Linked DNA regions of Sus scrofa: region 1 is linked to region 2. A link is a contact called in public Hi-C data. All regions are on one chromosome and are shown on one strand. The core of a region is the stretch at or near the end of the contact, and the rest is flanking DNA. Distances in the headings are between cores, read along the strand shown. Region 1 overlaps LOC102167681 (a long non-coding RNA gene). Region 2 holds the start of NDUFAF2 (mimitin, mitochondrial).

The links. Hi-C and Micro-C count contacts between places; a contact is called where the count stands out from the background.
Region 1: a Hi-C map of skeletal muscle shows a contact between it and region 2, with 4 times the contacts expected there. The contact joins the enhancer-like site here to the promoter of NDUFAF2 in region 2. A contact is called at or near these places in 17 of 47 Hi-C or Micro-C datasets (alveolar macrophages, blood, brain and 12 more) and 2 of 2 datasets of contacts at active chromatin or transcription factors (alveolar macrophages and skeletal muscle).

The regions. Positions count from the first base shown.
Region 1 is chr16:40,442,233-40,448,720 of Sscrofa11.1, forward strand. All of the region lies in intron 1 of LOC102167681 (a long non-coding RNA gene), which reads left to right. Among named protein-coding and RNA genes, the nearest start is that of ZSWIM6, 340 kb to the left of the region's middle. Within about 2 kb of position 1,934, at least 4 of the 83 cell types and tissues checked have an H3K27ac peak or open chromatin away from gene starts, as enhancers often do. A contact at or near this core is called in skeletal muscle, where this site is marked.
Region 2 is chr16:39,768,476-39,775,794 of Sscrofa11.1, forward strand. NDUFAF2 (mimitin, mitochondrial) reads left to right here and starts at 1,923. Exons shown (of 4, transcript XM_021077006.1): 1 at 1,923-2,145. The coding sequence starts at 2,019. ERCC8 (DNA excision repair protein ERCC-8) reads right to left here and starts at 1,855. Exons shown (of 12, transcript XM_003133989.6): 1 at 1,699-1,855. The coding sequence starts at 1,775.

The sequences.
Region 1 (6,488 bases), core at 684-3,183, 670 kb after region 2:
ATTCAGTAGAAGTATCTAATTAGGAAAAATGCAAATTATTTAACTGTGTACCTATAAATATTATCCCTGGAAAGAAAAGGAACATTTGGTAAATGTGAAAAAAATATGGGGAAAATTTGCATGCTATCCTTGTGTAGGGGCCATGCTAATCTTCTCTGTATTGTTGCAATTTTAGTATACATGCTGCCAAGCAGTATCCAGCCTCTTTTAAAATGAATGTACTACAATAGAAGATACCAAAGTGTATCACCTATAGTAAAGATAAGTACAGTTTAGTGAGACTGTTGTCTTAGTTGTATGTATTTGTAGATAACGTGGGTCATGATTAAAATTTATCCCCAAATGTTGAAGAGGCACAGGTTTTGTGGAAAGATCATTAGAAAGTGGATCTGTTACTTGATTCCAGTCATTACTCTGCTGACAACCACCTGCATGAGCTTGGCCGAGAAACTTAACCCCTCAGGGCTCCCATTTCCTTATCTTTAAAATGAGCAGGTTGAACTAGATGTTTTTGAGATCTCTTCCTCCAAGATTGTATGATTCTGGCTATTCTTTCATGGCATCAGGGAGACACAAAAGCCTTCCAAATGAGGAAGCTGGATGGAGAGAGGTGGCTGGAGTTGAAAGGCAACATTAGCCAGGTGTGACACCTGACTTTGCCCCACGGCAGCTGCTGCCCTGGTGCTCATTCTTGCTACTTGTCATCTTGCTGGTAGCACCCCAAGAGGCTGCTGCTGCAGGGTGTGAGTGATGACATGGTTAAATCCAAGTTGGAGCCGGTGGACAGCAGTGGAGGTGAGGACTGCCAAACACATACACCTGGTGCCACACTTGGCACTGCTGGGTGCTAGGAAGCTGTTCTTGATGATAAGCAAGATAAATATTCTGACATGGAAGCAAAGAAAAGGCAACCTAAATAGAACACGTAGAGACTTAGGAGCCATTTTCCCTCTGCAATCTACAGGGCCCTGGAGTAATAGACGCCTTCCTTAGAAAAGAATAAGGGAAGGGAGCAATTTCAGAAAACATTCAACATGAAATGCTTAGTACAACTCCTTTTCTGATATAAATGAGTGCTTAGTTTTGTGTAAAGAACAGGGACCTGTTATCACTTTTCACTCATTTGATGCATAAGATGCAAAGCTAATTTCATGGTACAGAAACACCCAAGAGGTTGCTTGCTTTCTGTTAATATAAAAGACATCTTTGACACTGGCACAGAGGATATGTATATGTACACACACACACACACATACACACACACACACACACAGGAGAGCTGATAAATGCATTAAATGCATAAATTATTTATTGGTCCTAGCACAGCATGCACTATGACAAGAAATGAGATGTATCTGTGTGATATGCTTGCACATGTAGAAGTTAAGGGAGGATTCTCAGGTAGTACCAGGCCAGAAAACATTCTGCCTTTGAAGAACAAAAGTACAAAGATGTTCCAACAATTGAAGGTTATGGTTTTGCACAATGGCATATTGTTCATTGCATTTGGAAAGAGGGCGTGGAGAAGACAATCATCTTCCCCAGCCTGGATCTCTTTAGCATGATTCCATTTAGTGTCATCCACTCAGTAAGATTTAACAAGATGTGTCTGCTAGCCTGCAAAAAAACCTGGTTGACAAGAGTGTTGTGTGTCAGGAAGCAGATCAAAAGTGGGCTTGGTGGTTGTTGAACACTGCGTACTTTTACAGAAATAAATGAATAATTTAACTCATTTTAGTACTTGTGGAGGGCACTAAACTGACAGCTCTGGGGCCCAAGTCCTGACTGCTGCCCTGGTGCATCATGAGTATAAACATGGAAGCGACTGCATCCAGCCACAAAGATGAGCCTCTTACCTCAACTAGACTGAGGAGAAAGGGATCCTATTGGTTGGTCCAAGCATGATCATGGCTGTGCAGGAGGTACTGCCGGCCAGAGTGGAGAGGAGAAGCATGTGCTAGACTATCTTTTATATAGGTGACTGGGGAGATTTTAAGAGATGGATACATTTCTGTTCATGACCCACCCCAACTGGATTTAAACCTATGAGTCTAATATGGGATGTTGATGTAGCAACTTCTTCAGTTACTATGTTTACTTCCAAACCAAAGACAAAACAAAACAATCCAAAACCCAAACCAAAATACCTTTGAACGAAGTCCCAAGAACAGGAAGAAATAGTTCCAACCCATACTCACCAAGTGACGGTTATTTTTGGCTGTGGTCTGGGCTGTGGAGATGCTCTTTGGCTGCTGTCACTGTGCATGGCCGTCTGACTGGAAATTTTGTGAGCTGGGAAAGGGTTGGTTATATTTGGCCTCTGGAAGGGAAGTTGCTGAGATAGAGAGGCACCTTTGGATCACAGGGTTTGAACCCATGCCAATGGGAGGGAAAGCAACGCACCCATTTCCTGCTGTGGAAGCCAGTGGGACAGCACAGCTGAATCCTTTGGCAGGGTTGTGGGGGAGCTCTGCAGGGCAACATGACACACTATTGCTGGGGGAGCTTATTTCAGCCCAGTGAGACCACTGTCCCTGGCTGAACCAGCCAGGAGTGCTGGCACGGGCTCAGCTACTGTGTCTGCAAAGCGAGATTCATGCCCTCAGCTTTCCTTAGCCCATGGCATTCAGTCTAGGCTACTTCCTGCTCCTGCATTCATGGAGGTTTCCACATTGTTTACTGGTTATTATTCATATGTCCCATGTTTGCTACTAGATCGTGAGTGCTTTGGTTTTACCTTTGTGATCCACATAGCTTCCACACACAAGAACATTTTAAAAATCAAACATGTGCTAGGTTGCCCTCCCCCTTTAAGCTCTAGGTTATGTATATATAAAATTATTGAATCTTCAGTTGTGTTATAAAAAGAATGACACTCCAGTCATGATAGAAAAACAGGATTATTGTTTATGAATATACCACTAAAATATGCATTTTGTAAGGCTCATTGATTTATTCCCAATTCAAGAAACCACATAGACACACAAAATGGTTCATTAGATATTCATTATACCTCCTTAGCTGCTTTTATTAGAAATGCCCACAGTGCCAATGGCAAGGTTGACGTTTTCAGGGGTTGAATCAATGCTTGAAACTCATCAATTTCTTATAGGCAGTTCTGGTGTAAGGTATTTTGATGATTTTATAGAAATGTTTTACCCCATTAAAAAGCTATAACTTAAACAGTGACGCAGGGCAGGCTCATATTAGATGATGAATGACTTTGTGTAAGAGATTTTAAATTTGTCAAATCTGCATTAGAGAACTGTATTTGGAATTGGTTAGAAGGTTGGGTGACTTCTCCAGGTGAAAATGACATTTGTTTTATGGATCCCTCCAAAACAATTCCCCGGGAGTTTTCATTTGAATAAATCACGTCCCAGTTCAGCACTCCAGAGTCAGCATAGTTGGCTTAGCTGCTTCCCTGTTTCTTCTTTTTAGGAAAAAAGGCTCAATTTCTTCATTTGTAAAGAAGTGAGACTAGGTAACCTGAAGTGAGAATCTTTATATCCTCCATTCATTCATTCACTCCACACCTGTTTACTGGCACTAAAGAAACAGCAACATACAAACCCTTGTTCTCATGGAGATAACATCCTAGAAGGTGAAAGACAATAAACAAATAAGCTCCATGGATTGGAAGTGCCCTGAGGCAGTAAAGGAGGGTATTGTGATGGTAAATGGGGCAGGTGCCACTAGCCTCTCTGAGAAAGGGTCATTTCAGCTGAGAAGCCACCTGAGTGACCATCCAGAGGAGGAGCCTTGCAAGAGCAGGGGCCAGCCAAGGCTGTGGATGGTGGTACAACAGCTGCTCTAGGAAGAGAAAGCCCTGAGTGTTTTCTTTGTGGATCTTCTTTGCCCAGCTCTAGAGCTGTGAATACTTTGCTGCATGAAAATGAATGAAGCCAAGGGGGTTGTGTGCAGAAGGGAGGAAAATGACTGTAGGGGACACTGGGGTGGGTCAGGCAGGCACATTAAAGTAGGCTAGGTTGCACTGCAGAATGAACAATCCCACATCACAGTGGCTTAACCAAGCACAACCTACCTGTGGCACAGTCTGATGAGGGACCGAGGCTCCTACCTGAGCAGGGAAGCAGAGCCTTGCCAGCACATTTCCATCATCTTGAAGTCCTTTCTTTCCAGTCTTACAAGTTGGGAGGGGAGAATGAGTGAAAGGTTGAATTGAATGTTTTAGGGGCCAGGGCTGCACTGGCCACCTGCCCAGAATCCAGGTCTAACTGGAAGGGAGGCTGAAAAAAGAGTCTTTCAGTGTGCTGAGGAAGGAGTCACTGAACCAGGGAGCATGGAGCCAGTCTTGGCCATGAAGAGAAGGAGGGGAAAAGAGAGGACGCTCCTCTTCATCCTGTATGACATCCTGTAAGACACATATGGCACATGTTCCTCTTAGCCAAGAGCTCCGGCCAAGGGGTAGGAATGGGGAAGGAATGTCCTTACAATATGACTTCTCACCATCCCACTGGATGGCAGGGGAAAGTCATACTTTCAGCCCTGGAAGGGAGCTCACCTACATGTATCCCCTAGTTTAGATTCTCACTAAACTGTTTTACTGCTTTTAAGAGTTTGGAGGAGAAGCCAGGTTTTATGCTAGTGAGATCCCTTACTCCTATTGGTCACTTCCAAATGACTTTACCCCCCATGTTAATCCAGCCCTACTGCTCACACCTAAGACCATCCACGTTGGCCCGTCCCAACTTTTTGAGGCTTCCCACCCAAGAGAGGAACAAGTCCATCCACTCTGTTCTCACCATTTTTCTTCTGGAAAGCCTGGGCTCTCCTACCAGTGCTTTAATCTTTGTGCAACCTACCCTGTCTTCTCAGACTTCAAAGGAGTACAGTCACAAAGAGCCTGGATGTCTCTTCCATTCACCCTTCAGATCTTCTTAGGTGGGTCTCTATTGACCAATCCTTTAGTGACATCTCATGCAGACCCTGTAGCTTTTTAGATCACTTCTAACAACTAGAATAACCTCATTTTTTCCCAAGTTTTAAAAATTTTTATTAAAGTATAATTGATTTTTACAATGTGCCAATTTCTACTGTACAGAAAAGTGACCCAGTCATTCATTCATATATATACACACACACACACACACACACACACACACACACACACATATTCTTTTTCTCATATTATCCATCTGTTCTATCCCAAGAGATTGTACACAGTTCCCTGTGCTATACAGCAGGACCCCATTGCCCTTCCATTCTAAATGTAATAGTTTATATCTACCAACGTCAACCCTCCATTCCATCCCTCTCCCCTCATTTCTCCCCCTTGGCCACCACAAATCTGTTCTCTATGTCTCTGTGTGTGTTTCTGTTCTGCAGATAGGTTCATTTCTGCCATGTTTTAGATTCCACATACAAGTGATATCATATGGTATTTATAGTTCTCTTTCTGACTTACTTCACTTAGTATGAGAATCTCTAGTTGTATCCATGTTGCTGCAAATGGCATTATTTTGTTCTTTTTTATGGCTGAGTAGTATTTCATTGTGTATGCATACCACATCTTCTTAATCTATTCATCTATCAATGGACATTTAGGTTGTTTTCATGTCTTAGATATTAATAGTGCTGCTATGAACATACAGGTGCATGTATCTTCTTGCATTGTAGTTTTGTCTGGATAGATGCCCAGGAATGAGATTGCTGGATCATATGGTAGTTCTCTATCTAGTTTTCTGAGGAACCTCCATCATGTTTTCCATAGAGGTCGTACCAGTTTACATTCCCACCAGCAGTGTAGAAGGGCATCCTTTTCTCCACACCCTTTTCAGCATTTGTAGACTTGGCCAGTCTAACTGGTGTGAGGTGGTACCTCATTGTAGTTTTGATTTGCATTTATCTAATAATTAATGATTTTGAGCATTTTTTTCAAGTGACTGTTGGCCATCTGTATGTCTTCTTTGGAGGAATGTCCATTTAGGACTTCTGCCTATTTTTAAAAATTGGGTTGTTTATTGCTGTTGAGTTGTACGAGTTTGTATATTTTGGAGATTAAGCTCTTGTCGGTTACATTGTAGAATAGACTCAATTTTGAAAGTGAGATTTATTTTCAAGTATTAAAGGTCCAGTTCAGTTTAATGTAATACTTCAACTCAAATCAGAATTACTTACCTAAGCTTAAGCTCAGGGATGTGCAGTTGGAAGAGAGGAGTTGATTTGCAGTTTGATTTCCTCTACTCAGTTCCATTCTGGCTTTTCCAGGGTCCAGGCTGGTATTGGTGAATTTAGAGGAAGAGGAGCAAAAAAATGTATCTTACAACAAGACTCCCTCTGGGCTAATGCTGAAAGGCCACACCATGCCCTCCTTTCTGGTAGGGACCGTTTTCAGTTCTTTCACATTTTGGGGTACTTTGAAGAACCTTCTCTCACTCATCACATAAACCTCATGCCCGCACACCCTTACTCTGGTCTAGCCACTCTGGCCTTCTTTCCACTTCTTAATGTTGTCATATTCCTTC
Region 2 (7,319 bases), core at 673-3,172:
TAGTGTTTTGACGAAAAAATTTTAAAGTCACAGAACAACTGTAATTTTCCCCATTAATTATTAAGATTATTATTAAGATCATAATGCCAAACCCTCTTCCAGGCAATTGGAATACCAGGATTAAGGAGACAATATACTACCAAGAAAATAAACACATATACAATTTCGGTGGCAATAAACTGAATGAAGAAAATAAAGCAGAGTAATGGGATGGAGAACCATTGAGAGCAAAGAAGGGATTTGGGAGCAGCGACTGACACATTTGATAACTTCCTCTTTAGACAGTCTTCCCTTAGCAGCCATGATACCTCATTACCCTGATTTTCCTTCTATCCCTCCGGTTACTCCTTTTCAGTTCCTCTGCAATCTCATTTTCTGCTTAACTTTAAGTGTTAATATTTTTCAGGTTTTTTTTATCATTGAATAGCTTCTCTCTCTTTACTCCACAAATAGTGGCTAGGAAATCTTATGTCCCCCTTGCTTCACATATCATCTTGCATTAAAGATACCTAAATTTCTCCTGAGCATCAAACGTATATATGCAACTGTCTACTCCACTCTCCAAGTGAAATCTTCACAAGTTCCTTGACAGCAATATGGGAAAAATCAGTATGAGCAAAATTAAAGTAAAACTTGCTCCCTCTTTGGGAAAAGATAACACCATGATTCACCCTGCCACACAAGGCACATAGCTGGGAATCATTGCTGATTCCTCCCTTTTCATCATTTTCCTATATCCAATTAATTTCCATGGTGACTGCATTTCTTATTTTTCAAGTATCTTCATCCTCTTTGTTCCAACTGCCAAGTCCCTGGCTCAACTCTCTCCTTGCAAGTTACCTAACTTAGCTCCCAGTCTTGCTCTGAACTTCAATTCATTCTCCAAGCAGATGACAAAATGCAATACTTGTCACTTTATTCTCATCTTCATACCTCTCAACCAAGCACACAAGTCTCTTCCTCATCTTGCCTCTGCCTACTTCTCCAGCTTCATCTTTTGTCAGTGGCCCTCTCTCTGCTGAATCCTCTGCTGTAGTTACGTTAAACTTTGTTCATTTCTGGCCCGTGCTCTGCCTTTAACATATTGCTTAGCACACAGAAGGATCTCACTAAATACATCGACAGAATGAAAGACGGAATTCTTGGAGGAGAGTTACTCCTTGGGAGGTGAGGAAGGAAGGAGGGAGAAGGAATAAAGTAAAACAAAAATATCCTCGGGAGTTCCCTGGTGGCCCAGTCGGTTAAGGATTCAGCCTTGTCACTGCTGTGGCTCTGGTTACAACTGTGGCTAGGGTTGGATCCCTGGCCCTAGAACTTCCCTATGTCCCAGGCCGGGCCAAAAACCAAAACAAACCAAAACATAAAAAACCCGCAAATTTAAAGAATGTGTGTGTGCCTGTATAATTGAGTTACTTTTCTATACAGCAGAAATTGGCACAACACTCAATCATAAAATAGCGAATTAAAAAAACCACAAAAATATCCTCATTAGGTTTATAGCGCCTTCACCCGATTTCACGATGGTACCCACCTGACTACAGGTATACAACAGATATTTTATTTTTTCAAGACACAGGAGTAAAGTCGAGCGTGGTGGGAGTAAAAGGATAATGAGGAGGGAAAGTATGAGCAAGGCTAACATAGCCATTGGTTCAGATTTTAACTGGCGTACTAGAAAAAAACTAAGGTTTTCTTTACCTCCGTGTGGACTCCGCTCTCCGTAGGCGAAGAGGGTCCTCCAAACCCGCTTGTCGCGCCGACAAAAACCCTAGCATCCCTTCCTTTTACCCCAGGTGGAGAGCTGGACGCCGCCATGACAGAACTCGGAGGCAGCGGGTGTAGCAGCGGAGTCTCACATTGGTTAAGCATGATGCGATCCCACCAATGGTGAGTGCCGTTACTAGAGGGTGGATTGCTCTCAGCCGGTGGGCGGGGTCGGCGGCGGGGGCGTTCTCCCCTTGGTAGCCTGGATCCCGGCAGGTCTTACCGCTACTGGCGCTGGAAGGTGATCCGGAAACATGGGCTGGCCTCAGGGTTTGTTCCGCGTCTTGTGGCGAGCACTGTCGAAGGAAGTGAAGGAGCAAGTGGGCACAGACCGGTTCGGGAACAAATACTACTATATCCCGGAGCACAAGAACTGGAGAGGTGAGATGTGGGCAGGGGCGCAGGTTGCGCGGTCACGAAGTGAGAGGAAAGGGGGAGCGTCTAGTTAACTAAAGCGACGTGCGGCACTTGTGATAATCACCAGAGTGCACAACCCGAGTTGGTTATCTCGCCGCCCCCTCCACTCTGGCCGCTGGCTTTGCGTCCGCTCTGGGTGAGCGGCCCCATGTGTGACCGAGGTACCTCAGCTGCAGCGCCGGGGTCCGCAGCCTGCCGCGGCTGGCGCTAGCACCGCACTCACCCTTCGCCCAGCACCTACAGTCTTGCAGGTGGAGGGCGCCCCAGTGTGGGTGTTTACCATGGGGCGACGTAGACGGGGACTAGTCCACTGAGGCCTTTTACCAAAGGTGCTTGAAGTGGCGGGGAAGTGCCTTTCCTCCTCCGTGCCGGCTTTGGGAGCAGGCCGGCGTGAAGTAATTTAAGAGGTGTATTTTCAGCGCCTCCGCTCTCATCTTTCTTAGCGTTAATCTTTTTTTCCCCGTGACTTTGGCATTGGCCCCATGCGTCACCTTCCTTATGGCCAAAACTGTTTGAAGTAGGTCCATGTACAGTGACAGTATGGAAGAAGATACCCGCAAGGCTCCAGGTTACCTTTACTGCGAGGTTGCCCTCCAGAAACTTGTTGAGCTCACTTTAAGATACATGGTTCTAACCGTACTTCTGTGTAGGAATGTGCAAAGTCTTGGTGTTTGGGGAGGTAGGGACCTTCCTGTCCATTGAAATCACACCACGTGGCAGCCGTCATAAGCTGTATTGTTCAAACATCACGATTTCAGAAGATCTCAAGCTTTGGGTTTAGAAACGTTTGGGTAAGAATCTCGACTTTGATACCTAATAGCTGAGGGATCATGGACAAAATATTTATCCTCCCCAAGTCTTAGTATCTTCACCTCAAAGTTAGAGATGATAATAATAGCAACAATATTGAGAAGCACTAAGACCTTTCAAAATTGTGTTCTGTTCATTTCCTTTAACGCCTGACAGAGGATTTCTCCTTCATTCCTAGTGGAGCCACAGGTAAAGTGTGTTGCTGGATTTATAACTCAAACTTGTTTTGCCTAGCCCTTTTCTGTAACTTAATATTTTAGACTTGTTTCTCTAATGAACATGTAGATTCTAATAGAGCAGTAAATAACCTAGCTTGGTGGTGAAGTATTTCTTGACAGATTGCAAGCAGGGTGAAAGGTGTTTCTTTTCCATAAGTTGTTATTATTATTAGGGCTGCACCTGGGGTATGTGGAGGTTCCCAGGCTAGGGGTCTAAACAGAGCAGCAGCTGTCTGCCTATGACACAGCCAGAGCAACGCCAGATCTGACCTACACCACAGCTCACAGCAATGTGGGATCCTTAACCCACTGAGCAAGGCCAGGGGTCAGACCTGCAACCTCATGATTCCTAGTCCCATTTTTTTCCACTGCGCCACGACGGGAACTCCTCCATAAATTATTGAGTAACATTTTAAAAAATGTGAAGACAGTGAGAGTTCCTGCTGTGGCGCAGTGGGTTAAGAATCAGACTGCAGTTGCTCCCATTGCTGTGGAGGAGCCAGTTTGATCCTCCACCCAGCAGATTCTGCCTTGCCACAGCTGCCTCTCTGGATTCAGGCCCTGGCCCAGGAACTTCCAGATGCCACAAGCAGCCAAAAAAAAGGAAAAAGAAAAGAAAACATTAGATAGACCTCCTTTTTTTTCTTTTTATTAACGTGTAACTTACATACAGTAACATTCGTTCTTTTTGATGTAGGGTTTTGGGGGTTTTTTTGGCTGGGCCTGTGGCATGTGGAAGTTCTAGGGCCACAGAGCTGTAACCATAGCCACAGAAGTGAACACGCCTGGTCTTTAACCCGCTGAGCCACCAAGGAACTCCTAGGATTTTATGATTTTTGCAGATGCATAGAGTCCTTTAAGTATCACCTCAATCAACATATAGAACAGTTCCCTCACCACCAAAGTCCCTCCTACCCCTTAGTAGCTCATTCCCTCACCTTATACCCAGCCCTGGGCAACCCCTGATCTGTTTTATGTTCGTAAAGTTTTGCTTGTTCTAGAATATCATATAAATGGAGTTACACAGGATGTAGTCTTTTGAATCTAGCTTATTTCACATGGTATAGTGCAACTGAGATTCATCCATGTGTCAGTAGTTCCTTTTTATTACTGAGTAGTATTCTGTTGAATTGCTTTATCATAGTTTGATATCCATTCATCACCTGAAGGATGGACATTTATTTAGGTTGTTTCTAGTTTTTGGTGATTGTGCAAAGCCTCTAAAAACATTCCTATATAGGGTTTTGTGTGAACATAATTTTTCTTGGGGGAACATCTAGGAGTGAGATTACTGAGTTGTGTGGTAAGTGTATATGTAACTACCAAACTATTCTCCAAATTGTACCATTTTTCATTCCTAATAGCAATGCAGGATACCTCTAGTTTCACATTCTCACCAGCATTTGGTTTTGTCAGTTTTTTGTTTTTTATTTTTATTTTAGCTATTCTAATAGGTGGATAGTGTTATCTCATTTTGGTTTTCATTTTCATTTTCCCAATGACTGAGGATGTTGAGAATCTTTTCTTGTGCTTATTTGCCATCCATAGAGCTTTGACAAAGTAGCCATTCAATCTTTTGACCATTAAAAAAAACTTGTATCAATTTCATTTCATTGAAAATACAGTATCATTTAGGAAGACTAAATTAACACAGTCGGTATGTATTCTAAAATAATATAATTTATGAGTCAAAGGATATGTTTATTTTTATTATAATATCAAGTTGTTCTTTCAAAGTGCTTGTGCCAACTTAGGCTTTGATTAGCTTGATATTTTGAATCCATATACTCTTGGTTGTGAGAAAATTAGGCTTTTATTGATGATGTATTAGAATCACTGTGTGCTGCTGTCTAATCTCTGTGTGCCTCAGCTCTTAGATAATTGTGGCCTGTTGCACAGATGTGTTGTGTGTATAGTCTATAAGTACCATTACATGTTTCCTAAGACTTAGGGAAGATATTTTTAGTTTAAAAGCAGATTTTCAAAAAATAAGTCATCTAACTTTTCTGTTTCCTTGATATGAAAGGTGGTTCTTTTTTTTTTTTTTCTCCTGCTTTTCAGATCTGCCTTGCAGCATATGGAGGTTCCCAGGCTAGGGGTTCATTCGGAGCCATAGCTGCCAGCCTACCCCACAGCCACAACAACATCAGATTTGAGCTGTGTCTGCGACCTACACCAGCAGATCAGCTCATGGCAACTCCAGATCCTCAAACTACTGAGTGAGACCAGGGATCGAACCCACAACCTCATGGTTCCTAGTTGGATTCGTTTCCACTGTGATACGACAGGGACAGTGATTGAACTCGAGCCACAGTAGTGACCAGAGCCATAGCAGTGACAACCTGCTGAGCCACTAGGAAACTCCCTGAAAGGTGGTTCTTTAGAGGGCTCCCTGAGTTTTCTTTGAATTGCATAAATTGTTGAGCATTTAACACCACCAATGAAGAGTATTTAAAAACTCTTTAGAGGAAATTAATTTTTATTTTAATTCAGTTAATTACTGTGGTGTCAGTCTTCAAAGAACTACTGTATTTTCCAGTAGGCTGTTATTTAATAAGAAAAATCTGTTGTTATGCAATTCAGAATAAATCTCTTGAGTTTTTCTAGTCAGTTGAATTTAAGTTTAGAATTGTTGAAATTTTAACTTTTTTTTTTAAAAAGCACATTGACTTCTCAGAATAAAAATATTATGAGTATAGCATGTACTCAGCATTTTTAATAATAAAGTGTTGATCAACATTTTTATTGAAAGTTTGCTTGCTCTGTGGTAGATTACTTAGTAAAAGTTTCCTCAAATAAACTTTATCTAGAAAATTCCTTTGTTATTGCACCCTTTTTATTTGTAATTTCTCTTCTTTATCCATCTGATTCCACTTATCTCATGTTTAAACTCTTGTCCTTTCTAAGATAAATTCTTGTATTTGTATACTTGATTCTGACTAGAACCTCTTCGAACCTTGTTTTATTATTTTTATCTCCTCTTCTTGCACATCTGTTAAGCATCTGCACCCAGATAAAAACTAACAAGTTTATTATGAAGAACTGTTTTGAGTTGTTAATTTGCTAATAGATATCATGAATGTCCAGATTTGAGGAGTGGGGGTGAATATTGTGCATAATTTGCAAAAACATCTGTTTATTGTATTTGGTTCTGGACACCACACTTTAGGAGAGATGCTTGAAAATGTAGAGTGTCCAGATGGGGTAGTTAAGATGATTAAATTTTCTAGAAATTATATCTATGATATCTAAGTCTTGAGGAAGTTTACTCTGTGAAGAGAAGATTTAGGAGGAGCTTCAAGTATTTGAAAAATTGTAGTATAGAAAAGGGTTAGGCTCATCTGAGTAGTCCTTTTACTCAGAATTTAGAGCAGAGGGTAGATGTTTACAAAGAAACCACTTTCAGGGTGGGCAGGATAAATTAGAAGTTTGAGATTAGCAGGTGCAAACTACTATATATAAAATAGATAACCAGCAAGGCCCTGCTGTAAAGCACGGGTAACTATATTCGATATCTTGTAATAACATATAATAGAAAAGAATATGAAAAAGAATATATATATATATGTAAAACTGACTCACATTGCTGTATGTCAGAAACTATCACTACATTGGAAATCAACTACAAAAAAATAAAGAAACAACTTTTAGATTACTAGAACTATGCTAGAAAAAAGAAGAGTGTGGCTTATGTTTGATTGTAGCTGGGAGAAGTTAGGGAGATAAGTAGCTGGAAACATATGGTTAGCACCTTGAAGGATAGATATGATTTTACAAAGACTGGTACAAGAGTATTCCTAGTTGGACCTGGAAAGGGGTAGGAAATACTACAGACATTAGAGGATAGTCTCCTCTGGGTAGACTTCAGTGTAAAATAACAAGAGAAAGTTCTTCTAGTGAGCAAATGGACAGGGGTCAGATTATCAAAAGCCTTGCTTCATTCTATAGGTAGTAGGTAGCCATTGAAAGCTATTCAACAAAGAAAAGTTTCTGACATGATTATTAGAGAAATGACTCTGGAAGCCCTGTGGAAGATTAGCTAGAGTGGGGGAAGGAGGGTTCTAAAATACTATTAGGTGGGAGCATTGTTAGATTTACCATGATCCTAGA